2 separate regions of the Bicyclus anynana genome follow, and region 2 is linked to region 1. Evidence: chromatin contacts called from public Hi-C data. All regions are on one chromosome and are shown on one strand. The core of a region is the stretch at or near the end of the contact, and the rest is flanking DNA. Distances in the headings are between cores, read along the strand shown.

Region 1 (5,670 bases), core at 1,744-4,243:
TCTCGGGTTTTTCAACAACAATTACATCCTCCGGGATTTCGGGTTGTTCTACAACACCGGGATTGTTAACATTGGTGTTAACGTTGACGATGACTTGCACAAGAGGGGGGTAGTTGGCGGGCTCAGAGACGATGGACTCGTCGATGATTGCGGGGCCAATGTCAATGGGAGAGGACTCTTCAGGCACTCCAGGCTCGGAGATGATAGATTCATCGATGATTTCAGGCTCGATCACGATCGGTTGGTTGGACTCATCGTCAACAATGACGGGCTTGTTGATGCCGAGGACCTCGAGGAGCATTTGCTCGAGGGCGGCAGCGGTGGCGGGGTCAGTGCTCGGGTGGTAGATGGAGTCGATGATCTGCTGAACCTCATCCGCGTCTGCTCCGGTTACCGTGGGAGGAGTCGCGGTTGCAGACGCTGCAGCGACACATAAGGCAAACACGAAGTACTTCATATTTGTATTCTGAAATTATAACTGTCTTTAGGAAAATAACTCAAATCAATAAGCAATTGAAAATTACAAAGATATTAGATACTCACTCACTAGTGGTTATTTACTTTAAAATTTATTAAACACGTGAGCCGCATAACCCTTTTATAACGATAGGTTATCAATGATAAATATACAAAACTAATCTGTTTAATCTTGGCGATTAGTAATTCACTGTATTATTGTTTATGCACCACGTGTCTTTAATCTACTGTCATCAACCCATATTCGGCTCACTGCTGAGCTCGAGTCTCCTCTCAGAATGAGAGGGCTTAGGCCAATAGTCCACCACGCTGGCCCAATGCGGATTGGCAGACTTCACACACGCAGAGAATTAAGATAATTCTCTGGTATGCAGGTTTCCTCACGATGTTTTCCTTCACCGATTGAGACACGTGATATTTAATTTCTTAAAATGCACACAACTGAAAAGTTGGAGGTGCATGCCCCGACCGGATTCGAACCCACACCCTCCGGAATCTGAGGCAGTGGTCATATCCACTGGGCTATCACGCTTCTTATTTTAATCTACTAGTTATCCTCTTTACCCTGAAATTATGCGAAACGATTTTTTCAACATAATTTCTTTAGGTAGGTACTGACTATTGCCCGGTCTCCCGTTTACCTATTCATTGTTAGGTATAGGTATCCTATTTTTATAAGTAGCCTATTTTTATGAGTGAGTGACAGTGTATGAAACCACATGCGCGGCTTCCACCTGAAGTCTTTGATGCAGTGGAGGGTTAAATCCAAAAGGTAACCAAACATGCTGAATATGTAGAATGTAGATCTTCGAATTTTTTTACATTATTCCGTAGGTATCCTTATCAAAATAGGATGGGCTGCTTCAATTTTGATAAAAATCACTATGTAATGCTTGCTGTTTGTGTTCAATAACATAAGTAAGTAGATATTTTTACTACGTGGGTAAGTGTAGGTACCAACTTCCTACTGTAATTTAAAATGTAATCTAAATAGCTTAAAATAATAATATTTTGTCTAATGGCACTTTTACAATAGCAATTTGTAAGCTTAACGCCGCAAGATTAAATCTTTATGATTTATTATTAAAGTTATTGTCTTTTATTTGAATCAATAAAAACCTACTTATTATTTTGGATAAGTACCTACTAATCTATAGACTCAATAAACAAATAGGGACATTTTGATTGATGAGAAAAAATGAAGGAAATTTTTACAAATGTACTTAATGTTTACTAATATTATAAAGCTGAAGAGTTTGTTTGTTTGATTGAACTCGCTAATCTCCAGAAGTACTGGTCCGATTTAAACAATTCTTTGTTTGTTAGATAGCCCATTTGTCGAGGAAGGCTATAAGCTATATATTATCACCGTATTCCTACAGGAACGGGAACCACGAGGGTAAAACCGCGCGGCGTCAGCTAGTGAAATAATAAAATTCCCCCTTCTGATTCATTTTTTGTAACAAAAAGTGTATCTTATAATATTTTTCGTATGAAATCATGCCAAATTTCATTTGAATTCATTAAGTAGTTTTAGTGTGATGCCCGGTCAACAAAAATTCAGACAGACAGACAAAAACTAATATTTTTGGCTTCAGTATCGATGAGTAAAAATGTGATTAGAGTTTCTAAGGATCTTATCTGCCTCTATGCAAAAAATCTTCTTAGTTTTCTACAGCAGGCGAGTAGCCTAGTAGCCTATTAGGCTACTCGCCTGCTGTAGAAAACTAAGAAGATTTTTTGCATAGATTTAACTGGTTATTATTGACGGAGCAAAATAAAATATAGCTTATAATACTTCCATAATTCAGTTTACAAAAGAGGCAAGTAGCCTACAACTAAAATTTACAAAATATAAAATTCAATGTATAGAACTATTTGACCTGCTACAGTCAATGATAATTCTATACTGTTAGATAGGTTCCATCCATAAAAATTCACCGCAAAAAGTGATCCGAATTTAGCTTATCGTTCGTTGTTTAATAAGCGACTGAATGACATTAAGTAATTTTTCCCACAATGAATAATGTTAACTGTTTTTAAATGTTAGCATTCTGTATTCTCCGTTGAAAACAAAAAATACTCGTGAAAGAATTATTTCGATACGTTAATTAATTCCCGAGATATAGAATTTTAAAGTGAGTGCGTAGTGATCAGCTCGCGTTTAACACCGTGACGTCATCAAACAACATTTGCTCGCCCGTTATAGGCAATTTCGTACTTTTGCCTTACCTACTGACAAAGTAATGGTTAGAATTGAAAAATTCTTTTTGTGTTGAAAAGCCCGTTTATCGAGGAAGGCTATAAGCTACATAACATCACGCTACGACCAATAGGAGCAAAGCACCGATCAAAAATGTGGCCAAAACGGGGAAAATAATAATGTCGGTGGTCAACCGAAAATGTCAACAGTGTTTCAACATTCTCAAAATAACAATTACCCAGAGCCGTAAAGCCAGTTAATAAATAAAAAAGTCTCAACGTCAAAACTTTATGTCAAATCAAACGTCAGTGCAGTGTCATGTCAATTGTCAATTGTCATCTAATGTAACCTAAAAACAAACAACTTAGAAAACTGAAAATTAGCAATCAAAATTAAACACTAATTTCAATATTAAAAGTATTATTGATTTGCATATAAAAATGAGATTAAATCCTGTTCTTTTTACGGCGCCTTCAAGCAAAAACGCAAGAAGGCCTCAACGAGAACCTGTTCCTTTTCAAATGCTTTTACCTCTTCGACTGAAGAAGACCGTGTCTGGTAAAGGAGATAAAGTCAAAGAGGCCGCTTGTATGCAAGAAATGGCAGTTATGTTTGCTTGCTTCAAAAAAGCAGAGTTCGATCAGCAACAGTGCTTGAAAGAGGTGTCATCATTTCAATCTTGTTATAAAGATTACAACGAACGTGCCAAGCTCCAGAGAGAACAAGGCAGGAAAGGTATTCTTGTTCCTGGTGAAAAGAATTTGACACATAGACAATTGAATCAACTTTTAAAATCCTTCCCTCCCAAAGTGTAAACATGTAGCTTTTATTTTAAATAGTGTAAATAAATTATTATTAGAGAATGATGGTAATGCAATGGTTTTATTTTTAAATTTATTAAGTTAACTAATATGTCATGTCGATTGAACATAGTAATCCAATTCTACCAGTTGTATGTTTTAACCATGTAAGTAGTTCAATTTATTATAAAACATTATTTATATTGTGTACCATATGTATTATGGACTCAAACCAATTACTCAAGTCCTTAAGTAAATGTATTGTATTGTAGCCAAATTCAACAACAAAATTGTGTCATTTTTGGCCAAGCTTCTCTCCTAATTAGAAAGATGATTGGAGCTAAGACTCATCATGCTGATTTGGATTAGTAGGTTAAGAGTGGGCTTAACTCACTATCAGATCAGGAAAATCAGGAAAATTCCACATCTTACAACACACGGTACGATTTTGCAGAACTGCTACAAACTTGTGAAACATAAGAATAAAAATATATTTTTTGTGTCGAGTCGAGCCGTCATGCACATTGCGACCAGTCAGTCACCACCACACAATCAGTTCATGCTGTTAGCTGAGATTACTAGATCATCAATGGCTGACTTTAAGAATGACCAATTTTCACTTTCACCTCCAACTAGTCTGGAAATACTGTTATGCCATCCAATAAGTTCACGTGCCTGAAGCACTAAAGGCAGGACATCCTGTAAAACTGATTGTGTGTTGGTCGGGATCTGCATGTCATGCACATGCAAGTGAACTTATTGGTGAGTGGCTAGTATAAAGCATTAGTAGATCAGGTTAGTCAGGATCAGACAATACTTCAGTATCAAACCACAACCTTTCCAATAATACACTGTAATCTTTGGTGTTGAACTTGGCCTCTTTATTGTTGTGCTATTGAGGTTTCTTGAATTTTATTATTAAGTCCTTTTGAAGCTACTTAAATGATTAGACATAAATATATCTTAGACGTCCTTGGTTGGACAGTATTTCACGTGTGTAGTTCCTGTACCAGTAGGTATATGAGGATAATTATATAGCCTGTAGCACCCAGGGATATTTTCTTAACAGTGAAAGAATTTTTCAAATTGGTTCAGTTTCAGAGCCTATTCAATGCAAACAAACAATGAAACCTTTCCTCTTTACAATATTAGTATAGATGAATTTTGGAACTAATATTTTTCATTTTATTCCAAATATGGAAACATGGAATATACGGTTTTGCTTGTCTGGTTTTGACATCCATAAGGATGTTGCAGTATGCTAAGGCATTGTTACCGACAGTGTGAGCTGGCATATGAAGATGCCAAAGGATTTCCTTTATGATGCTGATAATGGGAGCCAGGCCTTAGCCATCATGGTTTGCCTATATAGATAAATAAAACTACACAAGACAGTCACATATAACATATATTATTATTTAAAATATCAATTTCATCACAATATTATTCATACTAAATAAAATAATTATTATTAATTTGTAAAAATAGTACACTTATTATCACCTAGTGGCAGTGTGTATCCATTGTGGCGAAGACACACGCAGCTCTATGCGTCTCACTGTTATAAACTCGTCATCTATCTCATGTACATTGTAAAATCTTTCCAATTCCTCTATGGCTTTATCTTCCAGCTAAAAAAAATAATTTATTTATAAATATTATAAACAGGAAATATTTTATTGTGTGGCTAAATCAAATAGGCTAAATTCTATTGCCAGTGAAACTACGCGGATGAAACCGCGGGTTGTCAGCTATTATTAAATATTTTCAAAAATCTGCCACAAAACATCATTATGAGTAATAAAACTAGTAAGCGAAATTAAAAAAAAAACAAAACATATGAGTGGTGTGGTGTAAGTCGATTTCAACATACAGACAATAGGTTTCATGTCACTAAAATCAGCTCAGAGCATTAGAGAAAACTGTTACAAATATTTTGAGTAAACATTTAACTGATTTAAAATCAGGTTTTTACTAGCCAATTGCATAAAATGTTAAATTTAAAATTTAACTAACCTGCGTCAAAGCAAGAGGTTTAGTCATAATTCTAGAAGAATCATCCTTCTGTTTCTTCTGGTCTTGTAAAATTTTATTGAATTCCATAGAATTCGCCTTATTAGGGCTACTACTGGCTACCGGTGCTTCACAAATTTTCCAAGGATTTTTAGGTTTATCTGGAGGACTACCAAT
Region 2 (5,698 bases), core at 1,167-3,666, 340 kb before region 1:
CTCTCTGTGAACTTACTAAATCCAGTTTTTGAGTAACTAAATAAAAAAATTAGGGACAAAACAAGAAACCATTTATCTATATATATATATATGGATCTTAGAAATGTATGTGCGCTCATAACTTTCGATTGACTATACGAAATTGGATGATTTTTGCTTTGTTATAAAAGAATTACAAATATAAAAAAAAGTCTAAAATCAACACTTTTCTATACTCCCATACAAATGGTTTGTAATAATACTTAATAAGAGGGGTAGGTTTTTCTTAGGGTAGGGCTACCCCTACCTGCCTATCTAGGTATGGTAGGGATAGAGTTGGGTAGGGTAGAAGGGTAGGGGTAAGGTAGGGGTAGGGTTGGAGTAAGTGCACATGAGTCAAAATGAAGCTTGACCAGGTCCGCTAGTTAGTTAAATAAAAATGAAGAGTTTGTTTATTTGGTTGACAGCACTAATCTCGGGACATTGAATCTAAATTATTTAAATTATGTTTTTCTGTTCATCCATTTATCTAGAGAAGTTATATAGATTCAGTTTGTAATATCACACTACAGTCAATAGAAGCAGAGTGCATTAATATTTAGCAAAAATTAAAAAATAAAATATTATTCATTTTGATTTACATGCACTGTAAAAAAAGCTAAAGTCAGTGGTGGATTAACCCTAAGGCCCAGTATATCTGGGCAGATGTTAGGAGTGGCTATTCGTCAAATAAAATGGGGGAATAAGCAATGAAAAATATATCTAATATGAAATTTCACCAATTACAATAAATGCTAATTTTGTCACTTTGGTTTTTGCTTAAACTTAAAGACTGTTTTGAGTATTTTATTTAATTGTGCAACAACCCCCATGACTTTGAAAAATATTAAAAAATCAATTGACTTTGATAAAAGTCAATAAAATGTATATTATATGATGGGTGCTGAAAAAAATTTAAATTCTTAAAATGTTAAACTTGATTAACCACAGACAGTTAACTAGTATCAAAACTGTGGTGGGTTTAGGCTTCAGATCTGACCTGGCCCTGCAATGAGTAGAGGCGTCTCTAGCTCACAGAGCACCCTGGTGCAATAATAACCCTGCGCTACAGCAACAACAACTAATGGTTTAACATGCTCTCCCTGGGGTACAGGGCTGTAAAACCACACACATTACTATACTTACCAAGTAATTCCGTCTTATCCTCACGCAACTTTTCAGCTATATCTTGTGCCACCAGCTCTGGCGGTTGGTCTGAAGTCACTGCGAGATCCAGTAAGTTTCTTGGTCTTTGCTTTTCATCAGGAGGATGTTCGCTATTGATCTTTTTACCTTGCCTGAACTTGTTGTTAGATCTGTCCGAATAACTCCTCTTGTTTGTTTTATTTTGTTTGTATTCATGATTATTTGTAAATATTTTCTTAGAAACATAGTTATCGTCTAGCCTATACTTAATAGTGTAGTCATAAGATTCAACACCATATCTACCTTTCTTTGTTACATCACAGCTTACCATATCTTCAGTAAGCAGTTCCTCCTGGAAAACAACATTTACTACCATCAATTGCAAAATGTTTACAACAACGAAGACATAGTATTTGTATACAATTATATTATATTTTTGTGTACTATATCAACAAATACTCACATACAAATTTAGGAGAAAAAAACAACATTGTTACATACTTTTGCCAGTTTTGAACAAATGTATAATGTACATACAATTTTCATAGTATTTTCAAGCCAAAATAGGGAAAATTTTAGAGAGGAGTTTCTCTTACCTGTAACGCTTTACACCAAACATTATATTTTTCTTTCTTGTCTGGCTGCGCAGATGGTTGCGGGCGTTTCGGTCTCAATTTAGTGCGCTTCGGGCGTCTACGAAAGTCGTCATCCGACTCCGAGCCCGACGACTCCAACCCAGTGTCTTCGTCACTCTGCTCGTCCTGTATTTGCATGTTCACTAGCGACGGCGGGTTAAAGGTTTCTGGACGCGTGAGCGGGATGTACGTGCCCTCTTCTACGTCGGAATCCTCTAACTGTAACAAAGTCATTGCACTTTAATCGACTGTTTTCTGGGGTAGAAAAACCACTGTTAACAATATACAATATCCAGATATGCGCATTATTTAGTTACTGAACAGTTGATAAACGCTAGTAATGCAATATTTGATTAAAATCACTTTTATGGAAGAGTTATAACAGTGATGTAGTGTCAAACTTAACGGCCTCACCTCGCCATCTTCTAGTTCATGGGACACCTCGACATCCAGTTCTCCTTCTGTGGTTGACATCATACTTGCCGAAAGTATTCAGAGTTGAATAATAATTGCACATATGAGTGTTTTACAAAAATACAATAATTCCGCCTTGATTTGCCGTCGCTGGTTTTAGTTTTACGCACAGACGTCAAATTGAGGTTTTAAGGCAGCTGTCATTTATGACAACTTGACATAAGACACAAAAATACAGATTCTACTTGGTTTGTTGTTGGTTTATTGCTCCACATGTCAACTGATCTAGACCATAAAGTAATTATATAATTCGTCTGAGATCCAGACATAATGAATTTTGATTTTAAGTTCTTATAAAGATTCGTAATACCGTTGCCGTGAACGGAGTAGATAGCACTGATAAAGTGCCGTTTTCAGTGTTTTCAGTCAAAGGATATTGACATTCACTTAATCATGACTTTTATCATTAATCTGTGATATAAACACAGATTATATAGTATCCACCATAGATGATACACTATACTTTTCCATTATATTTTAATGATCTGTGGAATCTACAAAGAGTAAATTAATATATCTACCAAAGAGTAAAACCACATAACCACTGCGTATCCACATCCCTCTCCATAGATAATACACTATACCTATACGACCTATAACATCATTCATACCATAGATAATAATGTCCAGCTCAATATATAATGTATCATCTATGATGTCCAGTCTAACTCTTTGGCGAACGTTTTAAATTTTGATTTTGAATGTAAGAACTCGTAATTATTTATTTATTTTTGTATTTTGTCATAATTTTCAATGTTTCAAAAAGCTAGGTAATCGTAAAAATAATTAGAATTATTACATTAATAATTGAAAACTTTAAATCAGGGCTGCCTTCGAAGCAACTTCTGGTATTTCATTTCATGCATACAACCGTGACTCTATTGTCGACGTTAGATATGCTCGCCTACCTCCTGAAATACCACCTTTGGGTGAATATGATCCTACAGAGCACAGAGAACCTGCGCAGCCAATCAAGTAAAAGAACTTAATATTCATCTAAATTCTTAAAATATACTAGCGGACGCCCGCGACTTCGTCCGCGTGACTCTTTCAACTACCTCTATCCTACCCCTACCCTACCCCTACCCTATGTTGAAATTTTTCCTGAATTTTCTTTGCTATAAACCTCACGGAGCCCGAGACCTTTCCAACGAATGCAAAACCGTGGAAATAGGTTCGTGCGTTCTGGAGTTATAGCGTCAGGAAGGAAAACCCGACTTATTTTTATATAGTAGATTACACATAACCAAAGACCTTACTTATACTTAATAAGTACTAGCGGACGCCCGCGACTTCGTCCGCGTGAAAGTCGTTGTAAACTTTCTACTACCCCTATCCTACCCTACCCTATCCTAACCCTACCCCTACCCTACCCCTACCCTACCCTACCCCTACCCTACCCTACTCCTACCCTACCCCTACCCTACCCCTACCCTACCCCTACCCTACCCCTACCCTACTCATTAAGGCTGCACTTATTTATTTACTCCCTCCATCCCCCCCCCCCCCCCCCCCCGCGAGTCGCATCGAGCGCGGCAACCGTTACACAAAAATAATCCTTAAAGCATGAATTAGTATTCACGCGCGATGGCTTAGCGTATTTCTTGTATAACTTTGGTGTTTCTTTACCGATTTTTATGATTCTTTTTTTATTGAATAGGTAATAATGTTAACTTTTTTAGTTAGGGATGAGTGCTGAGTGTTATAAACATAAGAGTAGACAAATGTAATTAGAAAGCTCCGAACTGCTAAGCTATCGGGAGTTACACGTGTTATTGTAAGTCAACCATAAAAGATAGACATATATATGCTGTTGTGTTTTTATAGATAATTTTAAGGAGAACATTTCCGTGATACATGATTTCCATGTAGCTTTAACCATTAAGGCTGTACACGCGACGGAAGCTTAAAAAATTGAGTAACTTCTCCCGTTTTCTCAACATTTCTCTTCACTGCTCTGCTCCTATTGATCGTAGCGTAATGAAAAGTATACTATAACCTGCCCAGGAGTATGTAGAATATTTGTACCAAGTTTCATTAAAATCCGTCTAGTAGTTTTTGTTTCTATAAAGAACATACAGACAGACAGACAGACAGACAGACAGACAGACAGACAGACAGACAGACAGACAGACAGACAGACAAAAATTTTACTGATTGCATTTTTGGCATCAGTATCGATCACTAATCACCCCCTGGTAGTTAATTTGGAAATATATTTCATGTACAGAATTGACCTCTCTACAGATTTATTATAAGTATAGATAAGGTCTTTGCACATAACACATTCACGTTAGAAAAAAGCAACATTCAAGTATTTCAAATCCATAAACATTGTGACAGACACTCGCAACCGCTACGTGGTTTTACTCCCTTAATTCCCGTTCTCGTGGGAATACGGGAATAAAATAAAGCCTATGACGTTCACAATTAATGTGACTTTCTATTGGTAAATTTTCAAAATCGGTTCTGTAAATCCAATGATTACTCCTAACAATACCTATATGTATATATGATGTTTGTTTATAAATATATTATTTAAATATAACAATTGTTGCAGACTTTGGATGGCCTATTTCAACCTGATGAGGATAATGTTTGGCGCAGGGACCTTGGGCCTCCCATTGGCCGTCAGTCAAGCCGGTATCATACTCGGCCCTATAATGACTTTATCTCTAGGGCTTCTTATTATGCACATGCATCAAACCTTGGTAAACGTTCTCGTATGATATGGCTTTCTTTTTGGCTTTTATTGATGGAAATATAAAATGCTACTAAGTACTTACTCATAAAAAAACTAATTTATCGTAGATAATTTCTTTGGAAACTGTGAGAGATAGAATATATATTACAATAAACTCTCTCTTACTTACTACTGCTTAAACTTTAATTAAAATATATTAAAGAACTAGCGGATGACCGTGACTTTGTCCGCGTGGATTTCAGTTTTTTACAAATCCTGCGGGAACTTTTGCGAAACTTTAGCCGTTTACGCAGCGCACACAGCACAGCGTAAGCTCTCAATAGGAAAATCTCCCCCGATTTCGAAACATTCTTCATTGGTGATCTGCTCTTATTGGACTTAGCGGGATAATATATAACCTATAGCCTTCTTCCATATATGGGCTTTCTAACAGAGAAAGAATTTTCCAAATCGGCCCAGTAGTTCCCGAGACTTTTTTAATTCTTTAAAAGTTAGCCCTTGACTACAATCTCACGTGATGGTAAGTGATGATGCAATCTAAGATGGAAGCGGGCTAACTAGGAATATAATGAAAATCCACACCCTTTATGGTTTCTACATGACATCGTACTGGAACGCTAAATCGCTTCGCGGTATGTCTTTGCCGGTAGGGTGGTAGCCACAACCGCAGCCGAAATCTCAATCGGCCTAGCCGGGGATCGAATCTAGTACCTTCATCTTA

What was found. A called contact is a pair of places that touch in the nucleus more often than the background predicts.
Region 2: a Hi-C map of whole body shows a contact between it and region 1, with 4 times the contacts expected there. The contact joins the promoter of LOC112046742 here to the promoter of LOC112046760 in region 1. A contact is called at or near these places in 2 of 2 Hi-C or Micro-C datasets (whole body and whole larva).

Annotation. Positions count from the first base shown.
Region 1 is chr20:5,976,073-5,981,742 of ilBicAnyn1.1, reverse strand. It overlaps LOC112046760, which reads left to right and starts at 2,993. Exons shown (of 1, transcript XM_024083534.2): 1 at 2,993-3,552. The coding sequence starts at 3,121. The coding sequence ends at 3,495. LOC112046755 (inhibitor of Bruton tyrosine kinase) reads right to left here. Exons shown (of 15, transcript XM_024083526.2): 14 at 5,497-5,670; 15 at 4,871-5,111. The coding sequence ends at 4,980. It overlaps LOC112046759, which reads right to left and starts at 1,028. Exons shown (of 1, transcript XM_052887746.1): 1 at 1-1,028. The coding sequence starts at 457.
Region 2 is chr20:6,317,610-6,323,307 of ilBicAnyn1.1, reverse strand. It overlaps LOC112046742 (phosphorylated adapter RNA export protein), which reads right to left and starts at 2,416. Exons shown (of 6, transcript XM_024083508.2): 1 at 2,214-2,416; 2 at 1,761-2,018; 3 at 1,165-1,516. The coding sequence starts at 2,276.